Regions from separate parts of the Sus scrofa genome. Here regions 1, 2 and 4 are each linked to region 3. A link is a contact called in public Hi-C and HiChIP or PLAC-seq data. All regions are on one chromosome and are shown on one strand. The core of a region is the stretch at or near the end of the contact, and the rest is flanking DNA. Distances in the headings are between cores, read along the strand shown.

The links. A called contact is a pair of places that touch in the nucleus more often than the background predicts. HiChIP or PLAC-seq counts read pairs in DNA pulled down with a chosen protein or histone mark.
Region 1: an H3K27ac HiChIP or PLAC-seq map of skeletal muscle shows a contact between it and region 3, with 12 times the contacts expected there. The contact joins two enhancer-like sites. A contact is called at or near these places in 1 of 47 Hi-C or Micro-C datasets (heart right ventricle) and 1 of 2 datasets of contacts at active chromatin or transcription factors (skeletal muscle).
Region 2: a contact with region 3 is called in a Hi-C map of fetal skeletal muscle, with 2.1 times the contacts expected there. The contact joins two enhancer-like sites. A contact is called at or near these places in 1 of 47 Hi-C or Micro-C datasets (fetal skeletal muscle) and 1 of 2 datasets of contacts at active chromatin or transcription factors (skeletal muscle).
Region 4: a contact with region 3 is called in an H3K27ac HiChIP or PLAC-seq map of skeletal muscle. The contact joins two enhancer-like sites. A contact is called at or near these places in 1 of 47 Hi-C or Micro-C datasets (embryonic fibroblasts) and 1 of 2 datasets of contacts at active chromatin or transcription factors (skeletal muscle).

Annotation. Positions count from the first base shown.
Region 1 is chr7:85,095,572-85,098,804 of Sscrofa11.1, reverse strand. It overlaps the pseudogene LOC100627536. Among named protein-coding and RNA genes, the nearest start is that of MCTP2, 130 kb to the right of the region's middle. Within about 2 kb of position 1,319, at least 12 of the 83 cell types and tissues checked have an H3K27ac peak or open chromatin away from gene starts, as enhancers often do. A contact at or near this core is called in skeletal muscle, where this site is marked.
Region 2 is chr7:85,218,843-85,222,034 of Sscrofa11.1, reverse strand. No RefSeq gene overlaps it. Among named protein-coding and RNA genes, the nearest start is that of MCTP2, 260 kb to the right of the region's middle. Within about 2 kb of position 1,329, at least 5 of the 83 cell types and tissues checked have an H3K27ac peak or open chromatin away from gene starts, as enhancers often do. A contact at or near this core is called in fetal skeletal muscle and skeletal muscle, where this site is marked.
Region 3 is chr7:85,500,940-85,504,135 of Sscrofa11.1, reverse strand. No RefSeq gene overlaps it. Among named protein-coding and RNA genes, the nearest start is that of RGMA, 420 kb to the left of the region's middle. Within about 2 kb of position 1,410, at least 5 of the 83 cell types and tissues checked have an H3K27ac peak or open chromatin away from gene starts, as enhancers often do. A contact at or near this core is called in embryonic fibroblasts, fetal skeletal muscle and skeletal muscle, where this site is marked.
Region 4 is chr7:85,978,051-85,981,323 of Sscrofa11.1, reverse strand. CHD2 (chromodomain-helicase-DNA-binding protein 2) reads left to right here. Exons shown (of 38, transcript XM_021099370.1): 38 at 1-565. Among named protein-coding and RNA genes, the nearest start is that of RGMA, 58 kb to the right of the region's middle. Within about 2 kb of position 1,698, at least 31 of the 83 cell types and tissues checked have an H3K27ac peak or open chromatin away from gene starts, as enhancers often do. A contact at or near this core is called in embryonic fibroblasts and skeletal muscle, where this site is marked.

The DNA of each region.
Region 1 (3,233 bases), core at 70-2,569, 410 kb after region 3:
CAAGAGATCCTATATAATATACCTTGTTCACATATTCTACAAACCTTTATAGATTGACATTCTCTTTGAAGGATCCCCAATCTCATAGCAAAAGTGTCATGACCACTTTATCGAGCACTTTTTGGCAGGGAGAATCATGGTAGCCGTGATGTTGTGTGCTAACACCTCCATTTCTATTTATTTTTGGCCTCTTGCCTTTGGAAGAAGTGATGAGCATGTGTAAGTGTGTATTTAGGGGAGGAGAGGAGTGATTCCGGCAGTGAAATGGCTGGCAGAAGGACCTGAGTCCCTGTCTTCTTTGAAGAAAGAATTCAGAATAGAGACTAAGATTGTGAAATAGAGATGGCATTTATTAAAAGCAAAGTACGAGGAGTTCCCTTGTGGCTCAGTGGGTTGGGAATCTGGCATTGTCACTGCTATGGCTCTTGATACACCTAGGGCATGGGTTCGATCCCTGGCCTGGGAGTTTCTGCATGCCATGGGTATGCACCACCCCCACCCCACCCCCACCACCAAAAAAAGAAGCAAAGTACAGGTGGAAGAGCACAAGGGTGAATTTAGAGTGAGTTGCAAGCAATAGAGGCAGCCGAAATTGCTAATAAGGGAGCAGTCGTCTGGGTTGTCTCTGGCCAGTCATCTTTCTTATAAACCACCAGCTGCAGCTGCTCAGCCTGAGACCTATCTCCTACCTCAGGGGAGTCAGCGAGGATTGTACACACAGACATAAACGACCCTTGGATCTGTGCCCTGGGCATAGCCTGGCCCTGCTTACTGCCAGGCCCCCTGAATCCCCATCTGCCAGATGACCCTTCCCTCAGTGCTCCCTAGATGGCTGGCCACGTGCTAGCTGGCCCTCCGAGCTCTCCCTGGGTTTGCAAGCACTGAGCACCACGAAGTAAGTCATTTTCTCTGTAGTCCCAAGGTAAGCTTCTCTCTCAAGAAAGCCAAAATTACACCATCGATCACCCAGACTTGCTGTCCTTTTTTTAAAAGCTCACGTCCACAGAGTGGGGATCAGTCCGGGGTGATGACCCCATGCAGAGCCACCCACAGAATATTCATGAGGCCCCCTGGCTGCTGAAGCAGCCATGACTCAGCTGGGAAGCCAGCTGAGCGTGAGGTCTTTTAAGGGTAATTTAGCTGCATGTAGCAGCACTGATTTATTCTTTTTCCTCCCTCAGATAATGAACACTGTGCCTATGTGTTCCTGGGCTGGTGACAGACAGGGCTGTGGGCCCCCTGGGATTTCTCCACCCTCCCTCCCACGCTGTACTCTGGGACACCTCTGCACATAGCTTCTGAACACAGCTGTCAGATGTCCCCATGACCCTTCCCTCAGTTCCCTTCTAGTCCTGCTCACACAGTGCATAAGGAGAACCAGGAATACCAGAACAGAAGCAGGTCAAATTGAGATTGGAGGAGGAGAGTGGGCTGGCATAGCTGCCTGGCACAGAGCAGCATATATGATGTAATTAATGCACCATGAGTTGCCCAGTGTGTATATGGGCAGTAAGGGCGGTGAAGATAAGCACATGGAGCTGTAGCAGGGCCACCCCATGTGACTGTGCAGGCTCTTTCCTGCACCGCTCCAGGGGGCAACCTTCACACAGACTATGGTATGAAGGACACTCCCAAGTTGGACAACAGGCCACTTCTGTTGTCTCTCTACTTCAACAAAATTTATTCCTATGTCACTGCTAAGAAAGAGAATAAAAGTTTTAAAAGAAATAACTGATCACAAGAGGTTCCACTTATGATAAGCCAACAAGAAAGTAAAGCATGAATGGGCCAGCATTACCCAAAGAGTCAGTGGTGTGTTGGAGTCCACTGACAGCAGCTTGCAAGAGCCGATTCTTAGTATCTCTACCTATCTGTGCATTCAGCAACTTCACATTGGTAGCTTGAAATCAGCCATGTGGATTACTTTCAGAAATTAGCAAACACTATACATCAGGGCCTCCCCACTACCCACTTGGAAAGCCGGTTCAGTGTTTAACAGCACACCACTGGGCATTAGCCACATCCTGCCCTACGCTCTCAATTTCTATTAGGTAAAGGGTAACTTAAAAATGAATTTATTTTCATATTTGCTCTCCTAAAAGGAATCTTTGCTTAGTGCACCCCATAAAAACTGCCCTTGTCCTACTCGAGCTTCACCTGAGACCCCGCCCTCTAGCATCTTTGATCCTTACTTGGTGAGTGGCTAAGCCAGCTACTTAAATTCTGTGCCTACATTAAACACAGTGACATCTGACAGGCTTTATTCTAGAAATGTTTTCAGGGGAGTGGTTATCTCGTAATCCTATAAGCTTTGATAATTGGCTGAAACTTTGTAAATCTGAACAAGTTTATCCATAAAGATTTCAACTTAGCTGGTATGAAATTTGTCAGTTCTATAAAGATGAAAGTATGTCCCTTGTGTTTTGGAATAGCATAAGGGTCACTTATTCTGGTAATATTTGATTCACCTTAGCTCGAATAGTGTACCTTGATTTTTTCTTTTTCATCTTAAACTATGATTTCTGTTTCCTATGTAAGAATTCCCCAGAGGCATTCTTGAAGGAGGTTCTTATCCTTACTACCGGATTTAGAATTTAAGTTTCAGTTTAGTGCCAATGTAGTAAGCCATAATTAAATTGATAATAAGCATTTACAAAGTAATAGTGATTTAATTTATACTACCTGCCTTTAAGATGATTAAAAAAAAAGAAAGAAACAATTTAAAACTTAATACCAGGACAAGGAGAAAAAAAGCCATTTCCTAGAGTTCCCACTGTGGCTCAGCAGTAACAAACCCAACTAATATCCATGAGGACTCAGGTTCAATCCCTGGTCTCATTCAGTGGGTTAAGGATCCAGTGTCGCCATGAGCTGTGGTGTGGGTGGCAGACGAGCTCGGATCTGGCATTGCTGTGACTGTAGAGTAAGCCTACAGCTGCTGCTCCAGCTCTGATGTAACCCTACCCTGGGAACTTCCATATGCTGCATATGTGGCCCTTAAAAAAAAAAAAAGAAAAGGCATTTCCAACCACCCATATCAAGTTCTCTCATCAGTTGGTCATTGATGTCTTTAGTTCCCAGAATAAAGAGGGAAATGCCCAAAGCAATATATTGTGTCAAACTTCTCTCCCCTTGTACAAAATTTTAATTTAGATTATAAATTTTTTTGCATGATTAATATGATTCAAACAATAGAGTTAATAGGATGTTTCCCTGTACCAAAATAATCATTG
Region 2 (3,192 bases), core at 80-2,579, 280 kb after region 3:
TACAGTTTTCAAGCATAACTTAGCAAACATCAGCCTGATTATTTGATAGTCAGCTTTCCCTCTAGACTAGGGGTTAGAAAACTACAGCTTGAAGTCCAAATCCAGTCCCTTGAATATTTTTGTAAAGTTTTCCCAGAACACAGACAAGCTTATTCTTTTGAATATTGCCCAGAGCTGCCTGTGCACTATAACAGCAGAGTTAAGTAGTTGCAATAGAGACTTTATGGTCCCTGATGCCTAAAATAACTGTCCCTTTACAGGGAAAGTTTGCCAACCATACTCAAGAATGTAAGTGCCAAAAAAAAGGGTCCATTTTGCCATCATTTTCTTCTCCTGTAGTTCACACAGTTCCTGCATATATAGGTTTAATGAATAAATAAGTGAGAAAATCCACAAACATCATTAGTTATATGTGTATAATGTAGTCAGAATTACATAGTCAAAAATTGTATTAACATCATAAGAAAAACTTGGGGGTTTTTTTTGGCCACACCCATGGCACACAGAAGTTCCTGGGTCATGGGATCAAACCCGCACCACAGCAGTGACAATGCCAGATCTTTAACCCGTCAAGACACCAGAGGATTCCAAAAAAGCCTGTTTTTGAAGTGCATTTTTATTTGTTAAATTCTTATTATTATCAAAATAAACCAAAAATGGAAAATATATTAAGGGATGATTGTGATATTCAATGATATTACAGTTATATTGATTAAAAAAAAACCTAACCTGGCATAGAATTAAAACAAAATCCTGACACCCACCCCCCACCCCCCGGCCAAAGCAAATCGTTCCATACAGGAGATAATTCCCATAAACTGCCAGCCAATAATTTAGGCTTTTTAAATGAGGCATGTAACTCACAGATGCTAGTTTTTGATACTATTATGAAACATGAGTTGTTCCTGGTTGGTTTTCAAATGCTTTATTTGTTACACAAATGGCCTAAATTATGTATGAAACAATTACCGTTCCAATGCTGCTATTGCATGGACAGGCATGAGTATGTGTCAGTTTTCCCTCTAAGGACAAATTACTGTATGATTGAAGACACGGTCTGGCTTTCAGCTATAAATTAATATATTAAAAACACATACACATATATATATTTAGTGAGTAGCATTATGCTTCATTTTTTTTTAATTTTGTTTAAACTTATTTTTACTGCTTTATAAAAATAATCAATATACAGATTGGGGCTGGAACAGGGTGGGAGCTTTTTGACCATATTGATAAATTCCTGCTTGGCAGCATCCTCAGCCTTTCACAGCACACCACGAGTAATTTATGACAGCGATAAATAGCAGAGTATTTTCTGTATTCAAGGCAGCTGACTGGATCCAGAAGAAACATAGCCCTGCTTTCAAATTTGATCCACGTAATAGATGCAGAAGCCAGCCCTAGAGAAAGAGAGGCCATTAGATCAGGAAGCAGCTGTCTGGCTGTCCCTCTTTCTATTCAGCAGCCGTCCCTGGGACGTGACTGTCACTGCTGAAAGATTTCCCAAGTCCATGTTAGAAAGAGCCAGTCCCTGCTTGATAGGTCACAAAAGGCAGGTCTGCACTGTAGCAGATTAGAGCATAGGCTCATCTCAATGCAAAACCTGCTTCTGTTATGGAGTAAATGCTTTGGGCAGGTGATGGGACTGCTCTGTGCCTCAGTTCCTTCCTCCATGAAGGTGAGGAAGTAAAGATACCTGTAAATAAAATGGTGATAATACAGAAAAAATCATGGACTTGCAGAATAGACTTGTGGTTGCCAAGGGGGAGGGGGAGGGAGTGGGATAAATGGGGTGCTTGGGGTTAATAGATACAAACTGTTGCCTTTGGAATGGATTAGCAATGAGATCCTGCTGGGAACTATGCGTGGTCACTTATTATGGAGCATGATAATGTAAGAAAATAGAATGTGTACAAGTATGTGGGTCACCATGCTGTACGGTAGAAAAAAAATGTATTGGGGAAATAACTATTAAAAATAATAATAATGCAATAGTGAGAATAATTGCATGTATAAGGTGCTCAGTAAACTTGAGCTCTCATTACAGCTTTTAAACAGAAGTTCTGAGGTGACCTCCTTCCCTAAGTGAGAGACTTAATGAGAACGTATATCCTTCTTTCACAGAACTGGGCTTTTAATTCATCTTTGTGCTTATTCATGTTCCCGCTCATATGTTCAATCTAATTTTTCAATCCAATCAAAAGATTCTCAAGCTTTAATTATTCTAAGAAACTCTATTCTGAACTCTTTGGTTCAAAAACTTTTCAGCTCTTATGCTTAAATATTTTCCCCCCTTTATAAAAAGAAAATAGAATGAGCACTTATTGACTACTGAGCTATATGTCAGACATTGAGTTAAGTGACTGTACTTTGCTGATTTGATTCATTTGGTCCTTATGAAAACCTTAAAGCAGGCATTATAATCTCTGTTTGACAGATGGATAAACCGAGGATTAGAAAGGTAGGACATTTTTCTATGGATTATAACAAGGACAGAATTCAAGCCCCAGTCTATCCTGCCTGGTCTCTTCATGTGACTGGGGAGGCGGTTCCAAGTGTATGTTGCCTACTGTACAATGGGAATGTCTCACAAGCAGGGGCCAGACACGTTTAGTTTGCCTAACAACTTATGTATTGTCTCCCACTGCCTTGGCAAGTTCTGTGGCTTGTTCTCTTCTTAGGCAAGAGACAAGCACACTGGTCACTTCAAGTTTTCTATCCAGAAACTGAACTATCAAAATGTGATTTCAGAAAACGGTACAGTCACTTTAGAAGACAGTTTGGTGGTTTCTTACAAAACTAAACACATTCTTATTATACAGTTCAGCAGCTGTACTTACCCAAAAGGAGTTGAAAGCTTATCTCCACACAAAAATCTGACCACAGATATTTATGGTAGCTTGATGCATAATTGCCCAAACTTGGAAGCCACCAACATGTCCTTCAGTAGGTGAATGGGTAAATAAACTGTGGCACATCCAGACCACATATAATGGAATATTATTCAGTGCTAAAAAGAATAAGCTGTGCAGCCATAAAAAGACATGGAGAAATCTGAATTGAATACTACTAAGTGAAAAAGCCAATATGAAAAGGCTGCATACTGTATTTGTTCCAACTGGATGACATTCTGGAAATGGCAGAATTACAAAAACAGTAAAAAAAACCAAAAAACAAAAAACAATGGTTGCT
Region 3 (3,196 bases), core at 161-2,660:
ACTTGTTACATGTTAGTTGCCTTCCTTCTCAGCATGATTCCATTTATATTAAACATCTGAATTTCATAAAATACAGGAAGTACATTAGTGGTGCAGGACGTGAGAACATGGATTGACTAGATCCAAATGGGCTAGTGATTTGGGGATGTAATGACGGATAGTTTGGAGGTGATGGAAGTGTTCTAAAACTAGACCATGGCGATGCTATCGAATTGTACATTTAAAATGAATGAATGGGTTAATAGATGTAGACTGTTGCCTTTGAAAGGGATTAGCAATGAGATCCTGCTGTGTAGCCCTGGGAACTATGTCTAGTCACTTATGATGGAACATGATAATGTGAGAAAAAAAAGAATGTATGCATGCATGTGTAACTGGGTCACCATGCTGTAAGTAGAAAAAAAAAAGGCAAAAAATAAATAAATAAAATGAATGAATTTTATATAAGGCAAATTATATTTGAATTAAGTGTTAAAATCAAGTATGACTTCTATCCCTGGGCAGAATAAGCCCAGAAGTATTCCCACAACAACGTATATCTATTTATCAAATGGCCAGTTCTTCCCCAAGAACTGGGTTTGGTAAGAATGGAGGAAACTGATGAACAAAGAAAACAGAACTAGAAGAAAGGGAAGAGCTTTTTTATCTGAAGGTCTAATTTCCTTCCATTTGTTATCTTGCTTCCAGGAGGTCCTGACAACCTTTATGGAAAAAGGCAAACTAACTTGCTTCCACAGATGGTGACCAGCACAGCCTGTCTCATCACTGTACAATAGCCAACATCCTTTATTGACCTCAGCCCAGTTGTTGCTTCTCTCACTTAATTGGCTTTACATGGAAGTGTTTCAACTGAAAGCATGTCACTTTTTTACAGAATTGGGCCAAAAAACAATTAATTTCAAATACACAGCTTTTATATTTGCTGTTGCAGTTCCTGTCTGAGGCAACATTTATTTATGTTCCTGTCTGAGGCAGATAACACAGCAGCTGAAGGAACAAGCAAATGCAGACCTCTGGGAATAGCATTGTTGTTGGTCTAACTCTCCTCTTGGCTTTTGCATTGTGCAGCTGTGGCTGCCTTTGCAAAATGGTAGCAATCAACAGTACCCAGGGACTGTGGCTCTTCTTTCTTTTTTAAAAATTTATTAGCTAGTTCGTAATCTGAATAGAACCCTAACAACTGGAAATGTTCCCATGAAATCTTAACATGCAAAGGGATATAATTCGAATTCCATGGGGATTTTCATTCCCGTTTCAATACTGGCTCTACAAGAGAAAAAAAAAAAAAAAAAAAAAAAAAAAAAAAAAAAAGAACCATACCGTTTATTCTCTTGATGTCTCTCAGGACCCTACTAATATTTAATTTACCCCAATATGTTTCTAAATATGTTTTAGTATGCTCTACTGGGATTCTGTTGCTTTCATTTAAACTTAGGAGGACATCTAGAGAAGAATTGCCCCAGAAGAACAAGGACTCAGCACAATGGGATCTGAAGAACTTGATTATCCCAGATCCCATCTGAATGGTGGAGATAGGCAGCTTCAAGAAGATGTACCCACATGGCAGCATTGTCTGCTGCTCTCTCACTCTCCATGGCTCGTGTGAAGGCTACAGAAGTATAATATTGTGCATATGAACTTTACAGGATGTTACAAACCAATGTTACCTCAACACATGTAGATTTTTTAAAAAATTTGAAGGAGTTAAAGGCTTACTCAATTCAGTGACTTGTCTCTCAAGTATGCAAGTATATGGAGAGCTTTGCAGTTACTTCTGGCTAGAAATGAACAACTCTCCTGTTTCTTTGGCCAAGGTCCCCTCTCCTGGTCATCTATCTTTTAATTTTTTCTTTTGTGCCTGTAAAGCCTGCTGTTGCTATTTGGCTAAAACAAATCATGTAGCTTGTGTTAAAGAATCTCCTCTGTTGCTTTAAGAAAAATGTGATACTGAGAATAATAATTAAATCTGTTTGTTTGCCAGTAACATCAAGCAGGGGGAAATGACACATTGATCATTCTTCATTCCTTGACCAGTCTAATCCCACCTTAACAAATGTATTTCCTCCCTAATTCCTCCTTCCTCTAACCTTCCTTCCTTCCTTCTCCTTCTCTCTTTCATTTCCTCCTTCCTCTCTTCCTCCCTTCTTCCCTCCATATCGTTCTTCCTTCCTTCCCTTAGACCAACATAAAAATATAAAAATCACGACCAACAAAGACAAATCAGAAGAGCATTATGTAAGCAAGATCACAAGGCAGACAACCTCACAGGCTCTTATAGTGTTGTTAAACTTGAACTGGAAATTTGGTTTTGAGTTTTCTAGTGGTTAGAACAAAAGAGAATTATCTTCAGTTGTATGAGTTCCATTGACCACACAGAGAACACACACCAGTTTCTTTAGAAAAGTAAAAATATTCTTCGAATTTGTTTTGAAAGCTACCATCCATGGCTTCATATAGTATAGGAGCCAGACATTATGCAGTGTATTGGCATAATGTCTGGGAACACAGACATAATACAAGTGTGTGACTTAGTAAAAGGAGTACTTGAAATCCTGGGCAGTTTTCTACAAACTAATGCAGCTCTCTGATTCTCTGGCTTAATCTATAGCTGAATCATGGAATATATTGATAAATGGAATATCTTACTGATTTTCAAACCATCTAGTATAAATATAAATTATCTTGCCAAGGTTTTTGATAAGAGTTAAGCAACAGATAGCTCAGAGATATGTAAAATATAATAATAAAATAATTTTTCTCCTCTCTAACCTCTACTAATTTACCAAGGAATCCAAGTAATAAGTCTGAAACCAGAGAATATGTGAGGGAATTCTTGAATGGTAAGAACTGAAACATCATTCAAGAGTTTTCCTTAGAAAATATGGTGAGATAATGACACCTCTGGAAGTCTTCAATGAATGCTGATTGCCTCTTTTTGACAAATGAAGTAGTCTAGCTCTGCACTGTGTTCATTCATCTTGTTGGAGAGCAATTGCTGTTTGCCATTTCAGACTCCAGGTGAACCATCTGTATTCATTAAGCTTGCTAAGATGCTGGAGGGAATGGATAAATAATGCCTTCTCACTTCACAGAGATCTGGTATCACAACTTCAATTTATCTAGAAAATCCAGGCTAATATCTGCATTTCTTCTGTCTTCTGTAATGAGTGTCCAGTATGGGTCCATCTAGCTTTTT
Region 4 (3,273 bases), core at 449-2,948, 480 kb before region 3:
GGCTCCTGTGTCTACCATCGCCCTGGAACAGCACATGGTCACCCCAGACTCATCCCGCCGTCTGAGGGAGATGGCAGAGAGAAATGGCCCCAGGCTCCGCCTCCTTTCAGTCATTCCTTAACGCCCTTCCACGGGAGACCAGAACACTTCCCATATCGTGCTGCAGACACTCTAGCCTGATGTCTGAGAGTCGCATCAGGGTGCGCGGTGCAAATGCAATTCAGTTAGGAATTGATGCAGTGACACTGAAATCCTGCAGACCAAAACCCACTCGTCAGCAGGAGAGGTGGCCCGGGGCCCAGCACCAGTGGTCCTCTGGCTTATCTGAGGGCCACCGTGTCGGGCGAGGAGATCCAGGCCAAGGGTCCAGGCTGCTTTAGTCCATCTGTGCCCCGCTCGGTTGGGGACAGGTGGTTTTTCTTTATTGTAAAATTGTGGACTTTTAAAACCTGTTGACTAAACAGTAATTAATTTATATTTGTGAAAAATGCCACTGTCCTAGTGATTTCTGATGTAAATAATGTTGTTTATATAGTATGTATTAAATTTTCCTACATTGTAAAAACTGCTGTACTTTTGATTCTTATATATTAAAAAGTGTTACTAAGGATTTTTAGAATTGGGCGAACATGTTGCTTTGCATTGGCGTGCCCTGTGACCATACATGCCTCCACGTCACCCTTTCTCTGGTTGCTGGGTCATTGGGATTTTTTGACAGCTTGTGAAATGGAGTCTTTTCAAGTTATGTTTCTCCCCTCGCTACTGAGCACCAGTTGTGCTGTTGAGTCCAGGATCTTACACTGCAGGTTCTATCATTTTCTCTGAGCAGCGTCCCTGACCCCAGCAGCTGTCATCTTAGCCCACATCCCTACCCTTGATGAGAACCTGGAGGGGTTGGCACCAGTAGTTGAGCAGGGCAGCCCTCAATTTCCCATGTTGTTCGTGCCCAGGAGGATCCCGGGAGACCCAGGCCTGTGCAAACAGGGGTCCTACAGCCACCTCTACCCAGAGGAAATAAAAACACTGAGCCTGCCAGCCTGCAGCCCTGAGGGTCATTTTACAGTTGGGTTATATATTCTTGAAGGGGAAAAGAGCACTTTATAATGGAAACACTGACACAAATGTTAACTCAAGCAATTTGGCACAGGGGCCAGCCCAACTCCTGCGAGGCCCAGACAGAGGAAGGGAGCCACAGCCCACGAGTGGAGAACCGTCTGAATAGAAGTCGGAGAGGTTTGCCAGGCCCGAGGGGTTTTACTAACACTTAAATGGCTTTGAAGCGAAACTTCAGTCCTTGTGAAGCACTTAATTCTTGATAACAGATAAAACTGCATTTCCACTCAGAGTTGAGGATTAACTCCTGTGACTGTCAGCCCAGGACCTGTGGTTGTAGGGTCCTGCTGCCCTGGCTGCGCCTGGATTTAGCGCCTGTAGTTGTGGAGTTGACGCAAAGAAGAGCCGAGAGTTCTTCCTGCCTATAAACTTAACGCACAATCATGTTGCAACTCACAGCTCGGCTGGAACAACTTTGGGAAACTTTAAGAACAAGTGCAATAATCAGTCTATGATTTACAATAGCAACCAGGCTTCTAAACTGACCGCTGCCAAAACGCCTGCCTTTTACTGGAAGGAGCAGGCCCAGGCCCCTCCCTGCTCCCTGGCGAGGCCTCGCTCCTCTGGCATCAAGGCAAGTCCTCAATTAGCGCCAACAGAAAGGTCACTTAGTGAAACACAAGGCCCTGCAATTTGCCAGGCAGCGCTGAGCTCCAACCTGTGGCTCTTAAAGGAACAGGACCAGGTTTGCCTTGGAGGCAGCCCTTCCCTTGTGTTTTGAGGTTGAAAACCCACCAGGCTCCTGTCACCTTGCAAGCTGCATTTGTTCTGCTTTGTGAAGTGGGGAAGAGACATGGCCTGTCTGAATCAAAGTTCTTTATCCTGTAGAAAACAGGGCCCTCCCCTGGGGTGGGTCTTGGGGATCCCTGGTCAGTTTTGTACAGGGAGACAGGGTTTTGTGTGGAGCACAGGCAAATCGCTGACCTACAGAATTTTGACCTTGAGAATGGTAGAATGGCAGCCATTTCTTGGGAGCCAGAGCTGCCCTACAGAGGGTTCACATGTGCTTTTCTTTATTTCTTTTCTGACCCCAGAGGGAACTGATGTTGCTTAAAGCATGGTCCGCACTAACCCCACGCACCAGGGTGGCCTGAGGGGCCAGGAGTGGTCTGGGGGTGGGCAGGGAAGTCAGTGCCTGCCTATGATTGGGAAGCTGGCCTTTTCATCTTCATTTGCATACGGAGGAGGCAGCTCCTAGGGTTCATGGGCTTTGTGAGAGCTCCGAAAGCAGAAAAGGAAAAAGTTCGTCCACACTGGGGGTCAACTGGAAGGAGACAGTGTCCATCAGTCCTTGGCTCAGGGAAGGGAGATCAGGGGGACCTAAGACATAGCAACCCTCACCCCCCCCAGAGCCGGACAATCAGTCCATCCTGGGAGCCCAGGAAGGAGGTTTCTGCAAAGCCTGCTCTGTGCGGCGATTAAACACAGGAGGAACGCCCAGCGGGGAGTGGAACCAGCTAAACTTGGAGACAGAGTCTGGCCCCTTCAAGGCTCACAGAGAGACATGGCTGGGACTAGACCGTCATGAGAGTGGCCCTGTCCTAGCTGATGTGGACATACACACGTGAGCCAGGATGAGACCCTGCCCTCTCTGAGCTTTCCTGGGTGGAGGGTCAGGGATGCAGAACATAGACAAGCAAACAATGAGAAGACAAGATGTCACATAAATGCCAGGGAGAAAAGAGCCAGGACAGGAGTAGAGGGACAGGAGTCCAGGAAGGCATGAGGACCAAAGAGAAGCATGGGTCTGGGAGGCAGACAGACTTGGCTTTGAACCAGCTGGCTTCTTAGGCAAGTTCACTGCTTCTCCAAGCCTCAAATACAAACTACGGATAACGAGAGCCCCTTGCCAGGCCAGGGTGGCGTAGATGAGGTCACTGAGGGGACACCCAATGGGCTTGGCATCTGTTGAGATTATCAGAGGGGGATGCTGGGACCTCCAGAGGCACTGCTGAACTGGGGTGGATGACCATGCTCGCCACCCCAGCTGGGTCTGCTTTGCATTTTGGCTCCTATTCTCTGCCAGAGGGCCTTGAGTGACTATAGTTCTAGAACTGTCCTGCAGAGGGCAGCAGATTTCCACTACAAACGGCTTGCCTCTCCTCTCCACATGAACCCAACTGGAAGGGCTCAGCGGCCCCTTTCCTGCCCTTTGGGAGC